Regions from separate parts of the Sus scrofa genome. Here regions 1 and 3 are each linked to region 2. The links are chromatin contacts, called in public Hi-C maps. All regions are on one chromosome and are shown on one strand. Each heading gives the region's core, a stretch centred on a gene start, on an enhancer-like site or on the middle of the called end of the contact. The rest is flanking DNA. Distances are from core to core; before and after follow the strand shown.

The links. A called contact is a pair of places that touch in the nucleus more often than the background predicts.
Region 1: a contact with region 2 is called in a Hi-C map of retroperitoneal adipose tissue, with 1.9 times the contacts expected there. The contact joins the enhancer-like site here to the promoter of CAV2 in region 2. A contact is called at or near these places in 6 of 47 Hi-C or Micro-C datasets (omental adipose tissue, psoas muscle, retroperitoneal adipose tissue and 2 more) and 1 of 2 datasets of contacts at active chromatin or transcription factors (skeletal muscle).
Region 3: a Hi-C map of subcutaneous adipose tissue shows a contact between it and region 2, with 1.5 times the contacts expected there. The contact joins the enhancer-like site here to the promoter of CAV2 in region 2. A contact is called at or near these places in 4 of 47 Hi-C or Micro-C datasets (embryonic fibroblasts, liver, skeletal muscle and 1 more) and 1 of 2 datasets of contacts at active chromatin or transcription factors (skeletal muscle).

The regions. Positions count from the first base shown.
Region 1 is chr18:29,804,485-29,807,184 of Sscrofa11.1, forward strand. No RefSeq gene overlaps it. Among named protein-coding and RNA genes, the nearest start is that of CAV2, 99 kb to the left of the region's middle. Within about 2 kb of position 1,312, at least 29 of the 83 cell types and tissues checked have an H3K27ac peak or open chromatin away from gene starts, as enhancers often do. A contact at or near this core is called in omental adipose tissue, retroperitoneal adipose tissue, skeletal muscle and 1 more, where this site is marked.
Region 2 is chr18:29,705,836-29,708,535 of Sscrofa11.1, forward strand. CAV2 (caveolin 2) reads right to left here and starts at 1,442. Exons shown (of 3, transcript NM_001123091.1): 1 at 817-1,442; 2 at 302-489. The coding sequence starts at 966.
Region 3 is chr18:29,780,020-29,782,719 of Sscrofa11.1, forward strand. No RefSeq gene overlaps it. Among named protein-coding and RNA genes, the nearest start is that of CAV2, 74 kb to the left of the region's middle. Within about 2 kb of position 1,387, at least 4 of the 83 cell types and tissues checked have an H3K27ac peak or open chromatin away from gene starts, as enhancers often do. A contact at or near this core is called in subcutaneous adipose tissue, where this site is marked.

The DNA of each region.
Region 1 (2,700 bases), core at 62-2,561, 99 kb after region 2:
CTTGTTAAATAATATAGCTCCTGGATAGGATGTATTACAAAGAAAATGTTCTGTGCAACTTCTTTAAAGAAGTCTTTCAAATGGATTTTTTTTTTTTTTTTTTTAGGATGCCACCACCCACTACTTACAAAGAAAGTCTTTAGGGGAAGCAGCAGACCCCTCAGGCCATTTCTAGCAAAGAGATGTACATTTAGTACCAATAACACAAAAACACTCTTGTAACTATGCCCAAACTAATTTTGTGCCCAATGTATTTTTGTCTTCAAACTACAATCAGATTGCTGTTTCTCTTCTGTTTGTTTTACCACTTCCCTTCTAAATATTTTGCATCATCCCGGAGATTTTCCCAAATGTGATCTACTCATTTGGAGGGCCACATTCCTTTGACTTGTGGCATTAGGTTTTGTCGCCATGGCAAGGGTTGTTTATCATAAGGGACTACTTTAGAGGATGGGCACTTCTCACAAAAATTTCAATCTCTTTTCTTCCTCTTCTCCCACATGCTCAGATATTCTGAGACAGCAGCCCAGATATGGCTTTCTCTAATCATAAACTACATTCCTAGAGTGTGAACTTTTCTTTGCTCTGCTTTCAAGATAGGGAAATTTTTGGCTCTGTTTATTTCTTTCAAACTGGGCAGTGCCCTCTTGTCAAGTGTTATGACTAATCCACTTGTCAGGGGTGGAATCTCCTAATAGTTCTCTCCAGGTAAATCCTATCACTCAAGCTTGTGGGGAAAAAAAAAAAAAAAATGCCGCAGAGGCCAAAGAGTAACCTCATAGTGGTCACAACCAATGCAATGGACAGAGGCCTCTGTTGACCATGGGGATTTTTTTCCAAGAGAAGGAAAGTTTAGTCAGAGCCTGACAGTTCTTGCACTCTCACATTCCTACAGAGGAACCAGCTTGGGGAGTGATAAGAACCCTGGGTTGACACCCTGATTATGCCTACCTTTTTATTTGTTAAATGTGGAAATTGACTTCATCCAATTAATAAGAGCAGGAAACAGTTTTTGTTTTCTTTTTGTAGGAAAACATGAAGTAACAGTTTTATCTTAATTTGTCAGGCATTGCCCAAGAGACTACAGCCATTTGGGCTGGTGGCCAAAAAATCATTCTAAGTCCCAAGTATTAACACCAGATATAGAAAGAATGCTAATTGGTTTTCCAGCTGAAACATAATAAGGTACTTGGTGCCAAAAATGCTGTATGGCATGGAAACCCCAAGTTTACACAATAGGGCATGATTGCAATCTGGGGGCTCCATTTGTGCTCATATGCAGAGCTAAACAAAAGGAGGTGTTTCACTCCTCTGCCTTTGTAGAATAGAAAGCCTCTGCTCCAGATCTCACTCAGCCTGGTGTTGCACCAGGCTTCCCACAGTCTTCCTGCCAAATCTCCAAGTTTTTTCCTGGCTGCCATTCAGGAAAGTACAGCTCTGTCCGTATGATGGAAAGTTAAAAAGGCCTTGCTTGGATACGCTGAAATACATACAAACACTGCTTGACGTATGGAGTAGGCTGGCTTTGCACAGGCTTCTCCTGCCTGCATTCTAAGGGAAAAGAATTCAAGACTTTTAAAAGTCATTTGAGTTAAGCAATGGAGATATTAGCTGGAAGAAAAAAAAAAGTATTTTTTAAAGCAAATTTAGTGTTCCCCTTAATCCCAACCATCTTACTTTCATTAGTAAAATATGAACTAATTTCAAGAGTCCATCCAGCCTGGGCTGTTTTTTTTTTTTTTTTGTCTTTTGTCTTTTTTGGGCCGCACCCATGGCATATAGAGGTTCCCAGGCTAAGGGTCAAATTTGAGCTGTAGCTGCTGGCGTATGCCACAGGCGCAGCAACATCAGATCTGAGCTTTGTCTGCGACCTACGCTACAGCTCACAGCAACCCCAGATCCTTAACCTACTGAGCAAGGCCAAGGATCCAACCCACGTCTCAAGGCTACTAGTCGGGTTTGTTAATCACTGAGCCACGATGGGAACTCCAGCTTGGGCCATCTTTAACTTAAGGACATATTTAGTATGTATAGAATATGCTGAATGTAGATGTTCGAGTGAGAAGATCGCTGGAAATGAGTTGGCAAGAGTTGCTCTTATGGCCATTGGTATAGCTTAAACTGGGGCGGTACTCTGAAGCATATTGGCTTATTGCCAGCCTTGCCTGTGGCTTCACACCTTGATTCCGGGCCTACGTCATTGATGGAAAAGTCTTGAAACAATCTCTTAATACCTAGAACCCTAGTCTCATTATTTCTGATTGAAGGTAAATACCACTGCCAAATTCATAGCATTTAACTAATATTATCCAAAATGCTTTTCAACTATAGTTAATAATAAAGTTTATTAACTATTGTTAATAGTTAATTAACTATTAATCAATAATGATTAATAGATTATTCATTAATAATGATTATAGACTATGACCCTTATGCTAGTCATGTATATAATGATGTAACTAATTTAAAAATATTTTAAATAAAAGAATTACTTTGATAACAGAGGTAAAACATAGTCTCAAAATAACTGACTTCTGCCAAAGTATACAGAGAATAAAACAGGCCATAAGCTTTCATTGATGTGTAGAAAATAAACCATTTTTAACAGAAACTGGCAAACATTGTTCCTTTCTATTAATACCTTTCTTTTGTTTATTACTTTTTGGTTGTTTGTTATTATTAGTGTGTTTCCCCTAGAGT
Region 2 (2,700 bases), core at 192-2,691:
AGAGAGCAATGGATGGCCCAGGAAATATGGGCTCCAGCTCTCTACCTCCACAGTCAGCTTGGCCTTGCCACTTAAAGGAAAATAGCACCAGGGGACAAAGGGACATTCCTTCTACTGTTTAAACTTCTAATGCAACCTTAACCTGCAATTCTAAAGAAAGCGCATTGCCTTTCAAGGCCTTCCAATTCCTGCGACTACATTAGGAGATGATGCCTTTTGCCTGCAAGCAGGCCTGGGGCAGGTGGCAAAGAAGATTCCTACATTTCAGAAACCCCTTCCACCCCAGTGTGACTCTTCTCACCAGATGTGCAGACAGCTGAGTGTGGCAAAGAGAATTCCCGCAGCGAAGGCCAAGGGGATAGCCAGGAACACCGTTAGGAACTTGTAGATCACGTATTTGCTGATTTCAAAGAGGGCATGGCTGCATATCCACACTTTGTCAAAGGAGTGTGTAGACACCGGTTCTGCTATCACATCCTCGAATCCCACCTATGGAGACAAGACTCAGGGATCCTGAACTGTTACCCATCCTGCTGCCCCAGGAACCAGGAGAGCTCAGAGTGTGAGAAGAAAGAAAGAACGACTTGGCTGGGGTGCCCCACCTCTTCTAGGGTAATAGTGGGCGCACAGGAATTTGGCTAAAAATTCCTGGCTACGCAGGCGGCCCTGGAGCTGGTGGATCCGGGTCCTGGACCCTGGAGGGCTGACTCAGTGGGAGTTGGGGTTGGGGCAGGGTAGAAGGGGACCCCCACTTCCAGGCCATGTCGGGACTTGAGCCAATCTCAGGACCACGGTAGGGCCCACCCCGGGCTTCACCTTGAGATTCGAGTTCAGCCGGTGGGGATCTCGGTCGGTGCCCGGGTCCACGAACTTCTTGGGGTCGGCGTAATCGACGCCGCTGTGGCGGCTGTAGGAGTCGTCGTCCATGAAGAGCTGGACATCCGCCTTCTCAGTCTCCAGCCCCATCGCGGCGCTGGGTGCGCGGCGGCTGGTGCGGAGAGGCTCCCGGCCCGCGCGGCTTCCCCTTCCCGACGCGCCCGGCCCCGCCCCGCCTCGCCTAGCCCGGCGCGGCCGGGGCGGCGGCCGCTTCCCGCTGCCGGCCCCTGCTCCTGAGGCTGGCGCGACACGAGTCCCGCCCCGCGGCCGGGCCAAGGGGCGGGGGCCGAACACAGCCGGCTAGGTGGCTCCAGCCTCGCGCGCCCTCCCCGGGCCCTCCCCGGCCCTGTCCCAGTCCCGCCTCGGGCCCGGAGAGGGATGAGGGAGGATGTCCCAACCAGATTCCCGGCCCTGCACAGGTGGGTGAAGTGTGTCTAAGGGAAGAGGACACACGTTCTGCGTACAGAGAGGCCGATAGGCTTCCTGAGTCACGCTACACGACACCTAGAACTGGATGCCTAAGAGCGGGCAGTTTGATGCAGGGATGATGGACATACTGTAGAAAAGCAGCACGGTGATTAAGAGCATGGCATATACAGCACGACGATCTGTCTTCACTTGCAGGCTCTACTTTTTCCTTTTGTGCTCTAGAACAAGGTACTGAACCTCTCGGAACAGGTAACCCCTTATAAAAATGGGAGCAGTGGTGCCTGCTTCATATAGCTGTTGCGTGAAAATTAAATGTTTATCCAAGTAAAACTCTTACGTGGTCTCTACACACAGTATACTTCCAAATAACACTGTTACTGCTGCACTGTTACTGCTGTGAGATAAGGAACCATATAACACACCTGATAGCCAGGCGACCCTGCAAGCACATCAGCTATTCAGCTATCCCAGTGCCCAAAGAGTATGAGTCCACTGGAGGCACCATGTGGATATGGAATTGGGTATGTGAATATCCTGCCCCTAGGGTTTGCACCTTCAGATCATGAGGGGAGGTCTTATTTTTTTTTTTTCTCTTTCTAAATTATAACTTACTTTTTCCTTTAAATCAGATCCTGTTGAAAGATTTCAGGTATCTCTAAGATGCAGTCAGATCTTCAGCTTTCTTGTAGGAACTATGTAGACAACCCCCTATCATAAAACCCACTGCAGTAGATGAGCCAACTTGTGGACTGTTCACACAAAAACTTTCAGCAGGGAGGAGCTTGCGTGTTCATAAATGGTTTAAGGTCTGGTGGACTTATACATGGGGGAGGAAAAGGACTTAGTGAAAATTTGCTAAAAGCAAAATAATGGGTCTTAGACCTGAGAGGGTGCAGCTTGCTCAGAGCCTATGATGTAGTAGGCATCCAGTAGGTATTGCTGAATACAATGCATTTGAAACTCACTGCACATATCAAACCCTCTTGTGTGAACTGGATTTGAAGGATTATTTCTGAAAGAAAAAGACTATTTTGGAAACAACAAAAATGCAAAAAAAAAAAAAAAAAGCAGGACTTGAATTGGCAAAATATTTTGGAGCCAAAAATCAATATTCTAAAACTTAAAAGTTTACCTACTGTTACTGCTGCTTATGGATCTCAGTGTTGTAACACTGTAGGGCTTTATATGGTTATCTCTCATGCTTACTGTGTCCCATTTCTCCCAGAGCTGGTTCTGCTTGCCCATTTCCTTATTTCTTAGTTTTCTTTCTCAATTTTATTTGTCTTCAGTTAAATCCAAAGCAATAGCTTAGACATTCTGCTTACTGCTTTTTCTATATTTCTCCACCTCCCCCATTTACAAAGCAGGCTTGACTTTGAGAGCTTGGATTTTTCT
Region 3 (2,700 bases), core at 137-2,636, 74 kb after region 2:
TTCTTTTTTATGGCTGAGTAATATTCCATTGTATGAATGTACCACATCTTCTTTATCTGTTCCTCTGTCAATGGACATTTTGGTTGCTTCCACATCTTGGCTGTTGTGAATAGTGCTTCATTGAACACTGGGGTGCATGTATCTTTTTGAATTATGGTTTTCTCTGGATAGATGCCCAGGAGTGAGATTGCTGGATCATATGTTAGTCCTATATTTAGTTTTTTAAGGAATCTTCATACTGTTCTCCATAGTGGTTGCACCAATAACCAACAGTGTAGGAGGGTTCCTTTTCTCCACACCCTATCTTCATATTAATTTTTATCTTAAAAAATGCAAGTTAATTTCTACTTTGCAAATTACTGTGAGGATTAAATGATAGGATTGTTTAGTTTGTTTATTGATTAATTTAACAAATAAATATGCTTTGTACATAACTCTGTATTAGACACGATTCAAAGTTCTGTTCATGTGTTTATGACTGAAATAAAGCCACAGTGCTTGTGGATCTTGAAATGTGGTAGAAGAGACATAGAATAAAATAAAAAGTCAGGAGAATGACTGAGGAGAGGAGGGAAACAAGAGGAAGACTATACCCAGCATCAGTGCACAGTTCCTGACATTGTGTGCTCACCAAACAGATTTAAATTCCTGTTTCTAAAAAAAGAATTCCAGTTTATGAAGTTTGCCAAATATGATGAAGAGGTAATGTTTGATTTTTAAAGTTGAGGAAGATTTCAGCAGAAAGGAGTGGCAGGGAAAAGTACTGAAGCTGAGAGATGAGAATGTACATAGGCACAAAGATCCTAATGTGTGTGTGTTATTTCTAAGAAAGGGCATTATTTCTCTGCGAAATAATGTGACCCCACTTCACACCATGTCTGGGTTCCAAATTTGAGTCAGGAGCATTACCCTCACAGGGATTTGGCCTGAAGTGGGAAGCCTTCTCTCCTTCAGGGATTCAGCCAATTGCCTCTGCTGCTTTTTATACTTCAGCCAGCTCTGAGAGTTTGGGCCAACTTTTTGACCCAGGAAAGTAGACCACCAGGCGAGCTCCTGGTAATCAAGTTTTATCTCTATTCCCTCTGTAACTTTCCTTCTTTTTCTTTCTTTTAAAATTTGGCTGTTGTTTCCAGTAGAATGAATCCCTTCTTGATTGTCAGAGATATTTGCCTACCTTGTTTTAATAATCTTAATTTGCTAGGTTCGAATTTCCAAGACAAATTCAGCTTGAGGGAAGAAAAGGGAGAGGTGGAATGGTGTGGGGTGCTGGAGGGAAGAGAGGGCGGGAGAGGGCAGGGATGTCTTTGGTTCACCACAGGATGTTCAGACTCTCTCACCAAAGGAAATGCAAACAAACAGCCAAGGCCTGTGTCGTGGGCTTAAGCCCACGGCTGTTTCTGAAGGGCAGGGGATTCCTAAATCCTGATGGGTGTGGCCTGCATGAATATGTGCAGGAACAGCCCAAACCTTAATTTTCAGTTCTTTGGAATTTTAAATTTTTGAAATAGGCTTTTTCTTTTTTTCCCTTGAGGATAAAGGATTCCTATCCTTCCTCATCTCTGATCAAATTTCACCACTTGAGCTTTTTTTTTTTTTCCTCAAGAGCAAGAAGCTGCTTTCCAGCTTTCTGAGCTGTTGAAGGTTCTGTCTTCCTTTTCACCCTTAATTTTTTGAAAGAGTTAATTATCTGTTCATGTTTCCTACACTATCTGACCATTTACTCATTTGCAGTCTGGTTCTTCCAGCAGTCTAGTTTCTGTTCTCATAAGTCTACTGAAATTGTTACCTCTTTATCAAAACCTATTTGCCAATTTTGATAACCTGCATCATCTGAATCCTGGTCACCTCTAGGTTTATTATGTTCTTTTGTGTTTTTTTTTTTTTTTAATCTACACATATATTTAGTAAATTTATTTGTTTTCTTCTCTCTTCATTGTCAAATATATGCATTTTTTGAGACTTTTCTAATTTTTTTTTTTGAGATCTTTTTTCTCCTTTGGCATTTTTGTTTTTTTCCTGTTTCACTAGCTCTAATGTTTCTCTCAAACTCTAGGTCCAAATCTCTAATTACCTAATATACATTTTCATTCATATTCTCGCATCAACTTCTCAGTTTAGCACATCAAAGATGTGGCTCATTTTCTTCCTCTATGCCTCCAATCAGGTGTCTAAACAAAAGCTTCATAATAAAATGCATTTCTTTCAAGCAATGTAGATGAAAAATAATACATGAAAGCAAGATATTCAGTTTTTCATTTGCTGGTGTTCTTCATTTTAAGTTTTATCCTGGTAATGTTTTTAAGGGAGTTTGGTACACATTTTTAAGAATAATTTTCAAAATGGGATCCATCACACTTTTCTAAACATAAGAATTCAAGCACATGAAATCCATTTCAAGAAGTTCCTTTAGAGGAGATACCCCATTTTAATACATTTATCATTCTATTATGAAGCCACACCACATCCCTTTACATGTGAAGTTTTTAAGTTCCTATCTGTCTTAGATTGAAAATTACTTTATACTTTTTATAAGTTCTCTTGTGAATGTCATAATTCTCTACACAGCATGGGGAAGACTATGGTCGTATAACTATTAAAAAAAATCTCCAATTAGTCTTCCCACTTACCAACACCTGATACTTTATTGCACAAACACCAGGTTTAGAAATTGTTTTTCTTCCTGAGTCTCCAACTGCTGCC